Linked DNA regions of Ovis aries: region 1 is linked to region 2. The links are chromatin contacts, called in public Hi-C maps. All regions are on one chromosome and are shown on one strand. Each heading gives the region's core, a stretch centred on a gene start, on an enhancer-like site or on the middle of the called end of the contact. The rest is flanking DNA. Distances are from core to core; before and after follow the strand shown.

Region 1 (5,399 bases), core at 2,782-5,281, 110 kb before region 2:
TACATCCATGGCCAGATACCCTGCTAAGTGTTGGGGATACAGAAAAAAATTAGACCCCTTCCCTGTGCTCAAGAACTCAACACTTAGTGGGAAAGACAGCTGTATAAATCATATATCATTACTTTTTTAAAAAGAGTATTCAGTCAGTTCTACATTTTGCAGAGTAACAAATTCCAGAGACCACAGATGATGGGATTTTAAGGTTGAGTGATCTTTGACCTCTCTTTGATCACACTCATTTTACTGATGGGGAAATTGTGATTATTGTTTATTGTGGAAAGCAACATGACTTCCTCTTATTTGCCTCCAAATAACCTCTCCAAGCTTGCGAGTTCAGTTCAGTTCAGTGACTCTTTATTAAACATCTGTTATGTGCCAGGCTCTGGGCAGGAGCTGCAGGTGTGGCAGTGAAGATGCCATTCCTGCCCTCAGGGATGCACAGTCTAGGGACAGAGGGACATACAAAGAGATAGTAGCTCTGCTGCTGCTGCTCCAGTGCTTGATAAAGACAGGGAAAGAGGTGGGCACGGGCCCTGAACACACAGGAGAAGGGCCCCTGCTCTGAATATGGGGAGCTTGGGAGAGGCTTCCCAGAAAGATGTCCCGTGAGCCATGTCTTGAAGGGCGAAAAGCAATGTGTTAGATGAAGATGTCCTGGAAAGGCATGCTGGGCAGAAGGCACAGCGTGGGCAAAGGCATGGAGGTAGAAATAGCATGGCTTATTGGAGGAACTCCCCTGGAGCAGGAAGTGGCATTCCACTCCAATTTTCTTGCCTACAAAATCCCGTGGACAGAGGGGCCTAGCAGACTACAGTCCATAGGGTTGCAGAGAGTTGTACACGACTGAGTGACTGACTATATACTGCAGGAACCATACATGGTGTTGGGACTTAAAGAAAGAGGGAAGTGGTGAGGGATGAATGTGGAGAGGAGGGCAGGGGGAAAATGCCAGTCCACCCGAGGTGGAGCTGGTATGGCCAAAGTGCACCTCTGCCTTACTGGGCTTGGTGAGCATGCCCTTGTTTCCTTTCTCTGTCCTTTCTGGGCTGAGAAACTCCAGTACATTCCCTTGGCCTTCTGCTTTACAGTCTTCGTCACTCAGCTGTGCCCAGCTCTTTGTGACCCATTGGACTGTAGCCCACCAGGTTCCTCTGTCCATGGGATTTTTTAGGCAAGAATACCAGAGTGGGTTGCCATTTCCTTCTCCAGGGGATCTTCCTGACCCAGGAATGGAACCAGTGTCTCCTGCACTGCAGGTGGATTCTTTACCTGCTAAGCCATCGGGGAAGCCCCTTGCAGTCTTAAGAGGTCTAATTCGTGTGAAGGATGAGCCTGTCCTTCAAGGTGTGGGTTTGGATATGCAGGAAAAGCAGCCTTGATTTGCAAGACTTGCCAATTACTATGGTGTAAATACGTCCAACAGCAAGGATTTCAAGCTATCAATGCAACATCACTGGTCATGGAGTTGGGAAGAGAAATACACTGTTGGGTTTTATAAGCCAGTACCAGCCAGCTCCAGCACAGCTTCTGGGCTGCATGTATGTTCTGAAGAGGCAGCCTGCTCCTACTGACTTGCATGATATAGGGACCCTATCACTCCCATTTTATAGACTGGGAAGCTGAGGATCAGAAGGTGGTTGTCCTGCCTGCGATCGCACAGCCACTGCCTGACAGAGAGGGGCAGCCTGGGCAGCCTGACTCCAGAGCCTGAGTTCTAACCATGATATTGTTCTCTTCCCATTCTGACAGGGTGGCTGTATTGATGTGTGTGAGCTGCATCAGTGTCATTAGCCTTCAAGTTCCAGCCCATTTCCAGATGAATCTCCAGTTGACATTAGGCTCTGAATAGTTAGTTCTCCCATCTGCCAGGTGTTTCTCACCCCCATCCATGCTAGAAGGACATACTCAAACAGTCCCCAGTGGATCCACCTGGCACAGCCAGGGGATCTGGAAGCAGGAGGGGATCCAGAAAGGTCAACTGAGACTGAGATAGAAGACAGATCATGGTGGTGGAGTGGGCACAGAAATGCCTAGACCTGGAGTTTGTCCCTAAAAATTGGTTTTTCACAGCCCAGATGCTGTGTCTAGCACTGAGAAGCAATAGTAACAGCACATTTCTGCTACTCACGACACAGTAATGGCAATTTGTTATGAAATCATTAAGCCTAAGTATATGATCTGGAGCCTTGAACAAAACAGGCGGCTCTGTTTGTGGATGGAAGGAGGGAAACCAAGAAGACAAACCAAGAAGGAAAGGAGCGGGCAGGCAGGGCATGCTGGAGGGATGGAGGTGTGGGAGAGGTACTGGTGGGCTGGCATGGTTGTGGGAAAACACATAAGACCCCAGGCTTGTGTCTGAGCCCGTGTTGTGACTTGCAGTGGCAGGGGGCGGGGCGGTGTTACCATGTCATCAATTATAATAACACTTATCAAGGTATTGTCTATAGTTTTAATTATGGAGGTTTCAAGGGTTGTGGCTTACACGTAACGCTTAACTGTCAATTATTAGGGCTGATAGGGAATTGGAGAGGTGAGAACTGGCATAGGAAGGGTACTCTGGGCTCTTTTGATGGGAGCTCTGCCCCTTCCTGACCTGGCTACTTGCTGCTCACCGTTCAGAAATGCTTTAAAACCTCACTGTGTGTGTGCATGCTTATGGACCACTGAGTGCACACCTGTGTATATATGTGCACCTGCATACGTGTATCTGTGTGTGTGTATGTGTGCATGGCTCTCCTACTCTTCCCCCTTCCCACCAGGAAAGCAGCTAGACAGAGGCCAAGGGGTGATGGTGGGACCAAGAGCCAGGTAGGAAGACATCGCCTTCCTAAAACCCCAGGTGTGCCTGGGGAATCCCAGGCCCCTCTTCACTGATCTCTAAGTCAGTTGCAGTTAGAAATGGAAATGAATTCAGCAGGGTCCCATTTCTTTGGAACTCCCTTTGCACACAGTGGGAGCTTAATAAATACTTGATGATGGTTCTGAACCTGGGAAGCCAGCAGCTGTTCCCAGCTCTGACTCTCAGAACTCCATGGAACAGATCAGGTGGGGAGCAACCACAGGGGTCTTCAGTCTTCCCGCCAGACCCTACCGTGACTCCAAGTCTGGCTGCAGCCATAGTCCCTTTCACACATCCTGCTTTGCGGAGGCCAGTTCTCCCCCCACAACTTCTATCTGGCTCTTTCCCACTCGTCATTTGAGCCACATTTATGGAGCCACCACTTTTCACTGAGCGTCATAGTAGAAAGGCATCTTGGGAGATGGTATAGGGGCTGTGGGTTCAGACTGACCTGGGTTCAGATTCTACTACCCTTAATTACAAATGGGGTAACATCTGGCAAGTTACTTCTCTGTGCTTGAGTGGTTTTTTTAAAGAACGATTTTCATCTGTAGAAGAATAATGACATCATTTTCATAGGGTTGTTGTGAGGCTTAGAAATAACAGATGCTCCTGCACACATATTGCAGGCAGTTCAGTATCTACCTGGGGTCAGGAGGATGTGCCCTTTGCTTCTGTGACCTTGAAGGTGTTACTCAATATCTCTGAGCATCAGTTTGTGAAATGGAAACACGATGCCCGCCTCCTTGGGTATTTGCAGGCTGTAGCTGGATAATAGGCGTGAAATAAGCTATCATAGACCCTGACCATTAATAACTTCCTGTTTCTTGCCACCGCATCGGGGTGCACAGTTCCCCTCCGTACGAGGACCTCTGCTCCTCTTCGCCACCACCCCGCGTGCGCATACATCCCGTATCGCCGTGGGCTGACGGGTTTCTGCCATACCTGTCAGAGGAAAAGAGGGCAGCTGCTCAGCTCCCGGGTGGGAAGCGGAAACTACAGTTCCCAGCCCGCGCTGCGCCGCCGCCGGGGCTGGGAGCGGAGCGCGGCAGGCCCCTCCTCCGGGGAGGAGCCTTTGCGGGGGGCGGAGTTAGGAGGTGGTTGGAGAGTTAAGCCAAGCCAATGAGACCGGCTGCTAATAAGTGGGCTTGGCTTACCCTATAACAGTGGCAGGAGGAGGAGAGCAAAGCTATTGAGCCAGCGAGGAGTGAAGCTGAGCCTGGCCTCACACGCTCCTAGAGGACCACCTCCTGAGACAGAGTTCTTTTTCCCCCTTCTTCTTCTTTCTCCAAGCTCCCCTCCTGCCCTCCTTCCCTGCCCAGTACCATGCATTCTTGAGTGGCAGCGTCTGGACTCCAGGCAGCCCCAGAGAACCGGAGCAAGCCAAAGAGAGAGGACTGGAGCCAAGACACTCTGGTGGGGGAGCTTGGATGCCTGGCTTTCTTTGAGGACATCTTTGGAACGAGGGTGGCTTTGGGGTGGGGGGTTGTGCTGCAGGCAATCCAGCCCGGCCCCAAGATGGACACTTCTGGGCACTTCCATGACTCTGGGGTGGGGGACCTGGATGAAGACCCCAAGTGCCCCTGTCCATCCTCCGGGGATGAGCAGCAGCAGCAGCAGCCGCCGCCACCACCGCCAGCACCACCAGCAGCCCCTCAGCAGCCCCCAGGACCCCCGTTGCAGCCTCAGCCTCCGCAGCTTCAGCAGCAGCAGCAGCAGCAGCCACCGCATCCCCTATCTCAGCTCACCCAACTCCAGAGCCAGCCCGTCCATCCCGGCCTGCTACACTCCTCTCCCACTGCTTTCAGGGGCCCCCCTTCATCCAACTCCACCGCCATCCTCCACCCTTCCTCCAGGCAAGGCAGCCAGCTCAATCTCAATGACCACTTGCTTGGCCACTCTCCAAGTTCCACAGCCACAAGTGGGCCTGGTGGAGGCGGCAGGCACCGGCAGGCCAGCCCCCTGGTGCACCGGCGGGACAGCAACCCCTTCACGGAGATCGCCATGAGTTCCTGCAAGTACAGCGGGGGGGTCATGAAGCCCCTTAGCCGCCTCAGCGCCTCCCGGAGGAACCTCATTGAGGCTGAGCCTGAGGGCCAACCCCTCCAGCTCTTCAGCCCCAGCAACCCCCCGGAGATCATCATCTCCTCCCGGGAGGACAACCATGCCCACCAGACCTTGCTCCATCACCCCAATGCCACCCAAAACCACCAGCATGCCGGTACCACCGCCAGCAGCGCCACCTTCCCCAAAGCCAACAAGCGGAAAAACCAAAACATTGGCTATAAGCTGGGACACAGGAGGGCCCTGTTTGAAAAGAGGAAGCGACTGAGTGACTATGCTCTGATTTTTGGGATGTTTGGAATTGTTGTTATGGTGATAGAGACCGAGCTCTCTTGGGGTTTGTACTCAAAGGTAGGGGCTGCAGTTTCTCTTTATACCTTTGAACAAAAGGAATATGTAGGTAGCAAAAGAGAGAGAGAGTGGGGGAGAGAGAGAGACAGATTGGGGGAGAGAGAGAGAGATGATGGTGGTGGGGAGAGGCGTTTGCTCAATTATA
Region 2 (6,185 bases), core at 1,703-4,202:
CATTCCTGGGTGAGAAACACAAACATCATCAGAGACAGAAAAATAAAGGAACCAGGAAGGAAAAATTGAAAAACAGAAAGCATGAAAAAAGGTGAGAGGAAACCAAACTTAAAATGTGTCACGATCAACAGAACGGAATTTACCTCCCCAATTAGAAGATAGTGTTGCTTACTTAGATAGGATTTAAAAGCAAAACTAAATGTTATGCTGTTTACAAAAGAGGTACCTTAAATAGAAAGGTCCAGAAAAATAAATGAATAGTAAAGATGTATTAGGTGAGTACAAACCAAAGGGCAATTGAGTAGAAATCTTCATTTTAAACCAAGTTGAATTCAAAGCCAAAATCATTAAATGGTCCAAAGGAACCATTTAATCTGGATAAATACGTTATACACGGTAATACTGTGAACTTTTTATGCAAAAATAAATAAGGAGATAGAGAATCTGAGTTTTTAATGTTTTAATTGACTGATAAATTTTGAACTTTGTAGCTGATAAATAATACATTTTTAAAGCACCCATTGAACATTTACAAAAATTGATCAACTTCTTGGCCACACATTTCAAAACATCAGAAAAAAAATTTCAGGCATATTGTCTAACTTCAAGGCCACAAAACTTCCACTAAAAGGAAACTTTGGGGCAGTGGGATTTTGAAAGCGATCTCCTCAATTACAACTTGTTCAAAAGAGAATTATTCAAAACTACCATTGAAGACTATTTTAAAAATTACAACTCTATAAACCCAAACTCAGGATGTACCCAAAGTTGTGCTCAGATGAAAAATATCCTTAAAGTTTTACACTGAGAAAAAGAAGCATGGAAATAAATTGAATTCATTAGGAGAACAAAAAGGCTCAGGAGAACAAATTAGTTTTATAACAAAGACAGGAATTAATGAATTTAAAAACAGAATTAGTAAATCTCAAAGGTATCAATGTTTAGCAAGTCTAATCAAGAAAAAGAAAACACAAAACTAGAAATTTTAAAGTAGAATACCTACTGATTCTGAGGATAATTTAATAAATAAAAGAGAATAGCTTAACTTTTTTTTTGAAAGCAAAGACCTTTGAGGAAGACTTTCTCCACCAGATATCATTAATAAAATGTATTATAAAACTAAGGTAATTAAGTCTCTTTGGCATTGCTGAAAAATCAGTAATGACTGATCAATGAAACCTAAGGGAAACCTTCAAAATAAATCCCACTTTGTGAGAACTCAATATTTGAGCGGAAAAACCAATTAGGAAGCAATAGATTATTCCATACATGTTAATAGAAAGATGGGATACTTGGATGAAAAATCAAATTAGAATCCCACCTCTCACCAAAATAAATTCCAGGTGGATCAAAAAGTCAGATATAAAAAGAAACCATGAACAAACTCCAGAAAACAAAGTGAATATTTAATCAATCCTGAGATGGGAGAGAATTGTTAAGCATAAAATTTTAGAAGAAAAGAAATGTGAAGGAAAACACTGGAGTATCTGATTACATTATACATACAATTTTGGATTTCTGTTCTTCAAAAAAAATAATAAACTTATTTAAAAGGCAAATGTTACACTAGGAAAAATATTGGCAGCAAACATGACAAGAGGTAAATATCTCTGTTGTACAAAGCAATCCTAGTTACCAATCAGAAAAACTCATCTTCTCAGTTAAAAAAAAAAAGCTAAAAATAAAAACACAGCCACAAAGAAAGAAATACAAATAGCCAATAAAATGAAAAAACACAGCCTCTCAAATCAAAGAACTGCAAATTGAAACTACAAGGAGAATTGCTTTTTCTCCTCTGGAACTGACAAAATTTTAAATAAATATAATTCAATGCTGAAGAAAGTTGTTATTGGTGGTGGTGGAGTGGGTGGGTTGTTTCTCTCATACTGATGGCAAGAAGGAAAATTAGCACTGCCTTTCTGCAAAACAATTTAGCAGTATGTCAAGGGAGCCTTTACAAGTTCATAACTTTAACCCAGGAATTCTCCTTCTAGGAAGCTATTCTAATGAAATAATCAATTTATGTCAAGGTCCTTCATATGCATTCTACAATAGTGGAGAATCAGAAACCAAGTAAGTGTCCAGGATTTAAGCAGTTAAATAAATCATAGCACATCCATATGGGTAATCAAGCAACAATTTTTGTTTTTAAACCCATCCTTTGAAGACTATAATAAAGTAGGAAAAAGTCATGATGTAATATTTTTTGAAAGGATCACACAAAAGTATTATATAGGATGTTACCAATTAAAAATAGATATCTAACATGCATAGAAAATGCTTGGGAAATACATATATTGTTTTCTGTGGGATGTTACATGTGATTTTTTTGGTTACATTTTACTTGCAGTGAGAATGCATGACAATGTGAGTGTGTGTTTTTTAATGTAAAGAGGGATCATTTTGTTTTTTTCTCCCTCCACAAAGCCCCTCGTCTCATCTTCCACAGAAACTCCTATTTTCTATCAACAGGGCTTGAAAGTAAAGTTGAACGGCTCACTCAGTTTTTACATGTAATTTTCTCAGAGAAGCACAATATAAGTTCCTTCCTAAAGGGTTCCCCTTCAGATCTAGCAGGCACTGTCCTCAGTGGACAAGATAACCAGACGACGTGAGCCTAGGCTGGGGTCCTCCTTCCCCCAGGCAGGGGTGACACTTAGAGAGCCCCTCTGTGGCCGCGGGATGATTACGGGAGGACCTAGAACCAGTGTCCAAGCAGGTGGAGTTCTGCAGGTTAGGTGTGATCCGAGGCCTGGCTGGCATTAGCTCTTCAGCAGCGGCACTGGGTGGGTCAGGCTCTAGGGGCCCAGCGATGACGCGGGAGCGCCCTATCCAGTCAAGAGAAACTGCCAGCCCGCGGGTGCTTCCGGCAAGGTCAAGGCGTTTGGAGCAGGCTGGCGCAGGGGGCGCGGGGCGGGCGGGGCAGGGGCGGTGGGCGGGGTCTCAGGGGAGGGGCGGGCTTCGGGGAGGAGCCAGTCGGCGGCTCTGGGCACTGTCAGAGTTCAGGTTCAACCCTGCTGTGGCGCGCGTGCCCAGAGACACAAGAATAAACTTGAGGACTGGTCCTCTGTCCCAGCGCTGCCTCTCTCGCCTGCTTCTTGCAGAGTCCCGTTCTTATTTCACGTGCGTGTTTTGCACTGATCCTTACTCGCTCACAGACCACTTGCTCTTTCTCTGTTGTTTCTGATTCAAAATTTCTTTCCTCTTTTTCTTGGCAGTATTTTTGTGCCCTTTGATACTCTGGCATGGCAATTGTTAATTTGTGACTGGTTTATTTGTATTTTTTATTTACATTAAATAACATTCACAAATTATAAGTAACGAATGACACCTCTTAGAAAGGGGAATCAAGAAACGAGGAAAATGCCCCCCAAAAGTAGCATTCTGAAGCACTGTTTGGGACACTGTGGGTGCAAAGTGAACTCTGTTATACAGAGAAACCATTCTATTTTAACAGTCAAGTCAATCTCCAGATTCCTCCTGCCTCTGTTACACTAAACACTAGGTTTCCCTAAACTCTCGCTGGGAGGTGCTGGGCTCAGTTGCTTCAGTTGTGTCCGAATCTTTGCGATCTTATGGGCTGTAGCCCACCAGACTCCTCTGTCCATGGGCTTCTCCAGGCAAGAATACTGGAGTGGGTTGCCATGCCCTCCTCCAAGGGATCTTCCCCACCCAGGCATCGAACCAGTGTCTTCTTCATCTCCTACATTGCAGGCGGATTCTTTACTGCTGAGCCACTGGGGAAGCCTGGTGCTGAGAGGTGGCCAGTGCCTTTTTGCCTCCAGGATTTTTGCCTTAGGGTAGATCCATATAAGGGCAGGGCTGTTTCTCCAGCTGGAAAGAATCATTCAACCTTTCTCAACCAGGATCTGAGAATTAAGCCCTACAGAAAAGACCTGAATGACCAGCTTTCTGATACCACCCAGAATGGTACACAGTACCATCCTTGATGTATAAGAGGGAAGTTGCCTGGTTTTTTATCATAGATGCCTAAGGGGACCCAGGCTTCTCTTCCCCAGGACCACATGAAAAAGCCTGCACCACTAGGAGGGGACAGTGCCAAAAATCTTACAGGGGTGGGAATCCTTGGAGGGAGCCAAGGTGAGGAAAAGGGAGGGCTTCCTGTAAGCTGCGTCAGCCACGTCTATTTGTGGGCTGACATTTGTCAAGACAGGAAATCTACATTCTGTCAACTTTTCCATTTTTCAACTTTGGGGTGGTTTTGTTTGCCCCTGGCGATGCCATGGTGCCCTGCATCTCAGTGCAGGCCCCCCCACCAACAAGGGCTGGGACCCTCATTCCACAGCTCTTCTCCATGTGTTTAGTGGCCTGGCACATGTCATGCGCACTCCTTGCCACCCTGCGCTTTCCTCCCCCCTCCACTGTGGGCACGGCTGCCGCTGCCCAGGCTAGTGTGAAACCCTGCACTCCTGCTCTCATTGCATAGCTGCTGGGAGATTTTTTTTTCATAAGATAGTCTCCTTCCACTTAATAGAGTCTCCTCCATCCCCTGAGACTTGACTCCAGCCTCCCAGAGGCTGAGCTGGAAGGGAATATGGGTGAGATAGGACTTCCCTGGTGGCTCAGACAGTAAAGCATCTGTCTACAATGCAGGAGACCTGGGTTTGATCCCTGGGTTGGGAAGATTCCCTGGAGAAGGAAATGGCAACCCACTCCAGTACTCTTGCCTAGAAAATCCCATGGGCGGAGGAGCCTGGTGTCCATGGGGTTGCAAAGAGTCGGACATGACTGAGCGACTTCACTTTCTTTCTTTTTTTCTTTCTTTCTATGCTACACTCCAAGTGGCACCTCATTGAGCATCCCCAGCCCCACTCTACCTCCCACCCCACTTGGATGCCTACTTCCCGGCTCTGTGCGCTGCCCAAGGGTTTCCCTGGCAACCTCCAACCCCTGGTGGCTTGGGAATAGTGGCCCTGGGAACCCACCAACCCTACCACACCTGGTTCTTTGGTTTTCCCAAGAAGTTCATGGGATCTGCCTGCCAATAAAGGTCCGAGGCAGGCACGGACATGCTGAGAAGGCCAGATGGGCTCAACACCCCCACGATAGAGGGGGCACAGAAGCTAGTGAGTAAGGCTCCTTTTGAAAATGATAAACATGTCTGAGCTGAGCCAATACATGCAGTGACACTGTGGTGACAGTGCTCAGAGGCTGGTTACAGCCTGAACTCAGGGTTAAAAGACAGTTTGGCTTCTGGTTCCACCATCAACCTTGGACATTGTACATGTACTTAATCTCTCTAGAGTCATGCTGCCTCTGCTGACCATGCTCTGGGACAGGGAACTCATCACTGTAAAAGACCATTCATTCAACAAACTCATGGTTGCCAGGGCAGGGGGAAGGATGAGGGGGAAGAGATAGTTAGGGAGCTTGGGATGGACATGTACACACTGCTCTGTTTACAATAGATAACCAACAAGGTCCTTCTGTCTTGCAGGGAACTCTGCTCAATGTTATGTAGCAGCCTGGATGAGAGGGGAGTTTGGAGGAGAATGGATACATGTCTATGTATGGCTGAGTCTCTTTACTGTCCACCTGAAACTATCACAACAGTGTCAATTGGCTATATTCCAATATAAAATAAAAGTTAAAAAATAAAGATTCAATCCAATCTGCAGACAACTCTGACTTAGAACTATCTTCCTAATCTTTGTTCAAATTAAATTCCTTGTAGTTTCTGACCTGGGTCCTAACACTGTCTTCTTCAGCCACACAAAAATTCAAGCAACAAACGCTGGTGGTTAAACCATTGCCTTCTAGGCAGATACAGGCTTGGGGTCTTGCTCCACCTCTTAAGCACCCTGACCTTGGGCAAGCTAGCCTCAGGACAACCAGGAAATGGGATAATTCACAAAAAGCCCTTAGCACAAAGCTAAGTATTTAGCACATGCCGCGTACCCAGTGAGGCAGGCTTGTCTTCCCTCTTCCACCGTGCATGTGCGTGTCTAGTTGCTTCATTCGTGTCTGACTCTGTGCGACCCCATGGACTGTAGCCCTCCAGGATCCTCAGTCCCTAACATTCTCTAGGCAAGAATACTAGAGTGGGTTGCCTATGCCCTCCTCCAGGGGATCTTCCCCACCCAGGGACTGAACCTGAGTCTCCCTTCTCTCTTGCATTGCAGGCAGGTTCTTTACCACTGAGCCACCAGGGAAGCCCCTTAAAT

The links. A called contact is a pair of places that touch in the nucleus more often than the background predicts.
Region 1: a contact with region 2 is called in a Hi-C map of hypothalamus, with 1.8 times the contacts expected there. The contact joins the promoter of KCNN3 here to the enhancer-like site in region 2. A contact is called at or near these places in 2 of 16 Hi-C or Micro-C datasets (hypothalamus and muscle).

What each region holds. Positions count from the first base shown.
Region 1 is chr1:105,086,684-105,092,082 of ARS-UI_Ramb_v3.0, reverse strand. It overlaps KCNN3 (potassium calcium-activated channel subfamily N member 3), which reads left to right and starts at 4,031. Exons shown (of 9, transcript XM_027975753.3): 1 at 4,031-5,254. The coding sequence starts at 4,358. It overlaps PMVK (phosphomevalonate kinase), which reads left to right. Exons shown (of 5, transcript XM_060414815.1): 5 at 1-2,442.
Region 2 is chr1:104,974,813-104,980,997 of ARS-UI_Ramb_v3.0, reverse strand. All of the region lies in intron 3 of KCNN3 (potassium calcium-activated channel subfamily N member 3), which reads left to right. Among named protein-coding and RNA genes, the nearest start is that of ADAR, 110 kb to the right of the region's middle. Within about 2 kb of position 2,952, at least 30 of the 54 cell types and tissues checked have an H3K27ac peak or open chromatin away from gene starts, as enhancers often do. A contact at or near this core is called in hypothalamus, where this site is marked.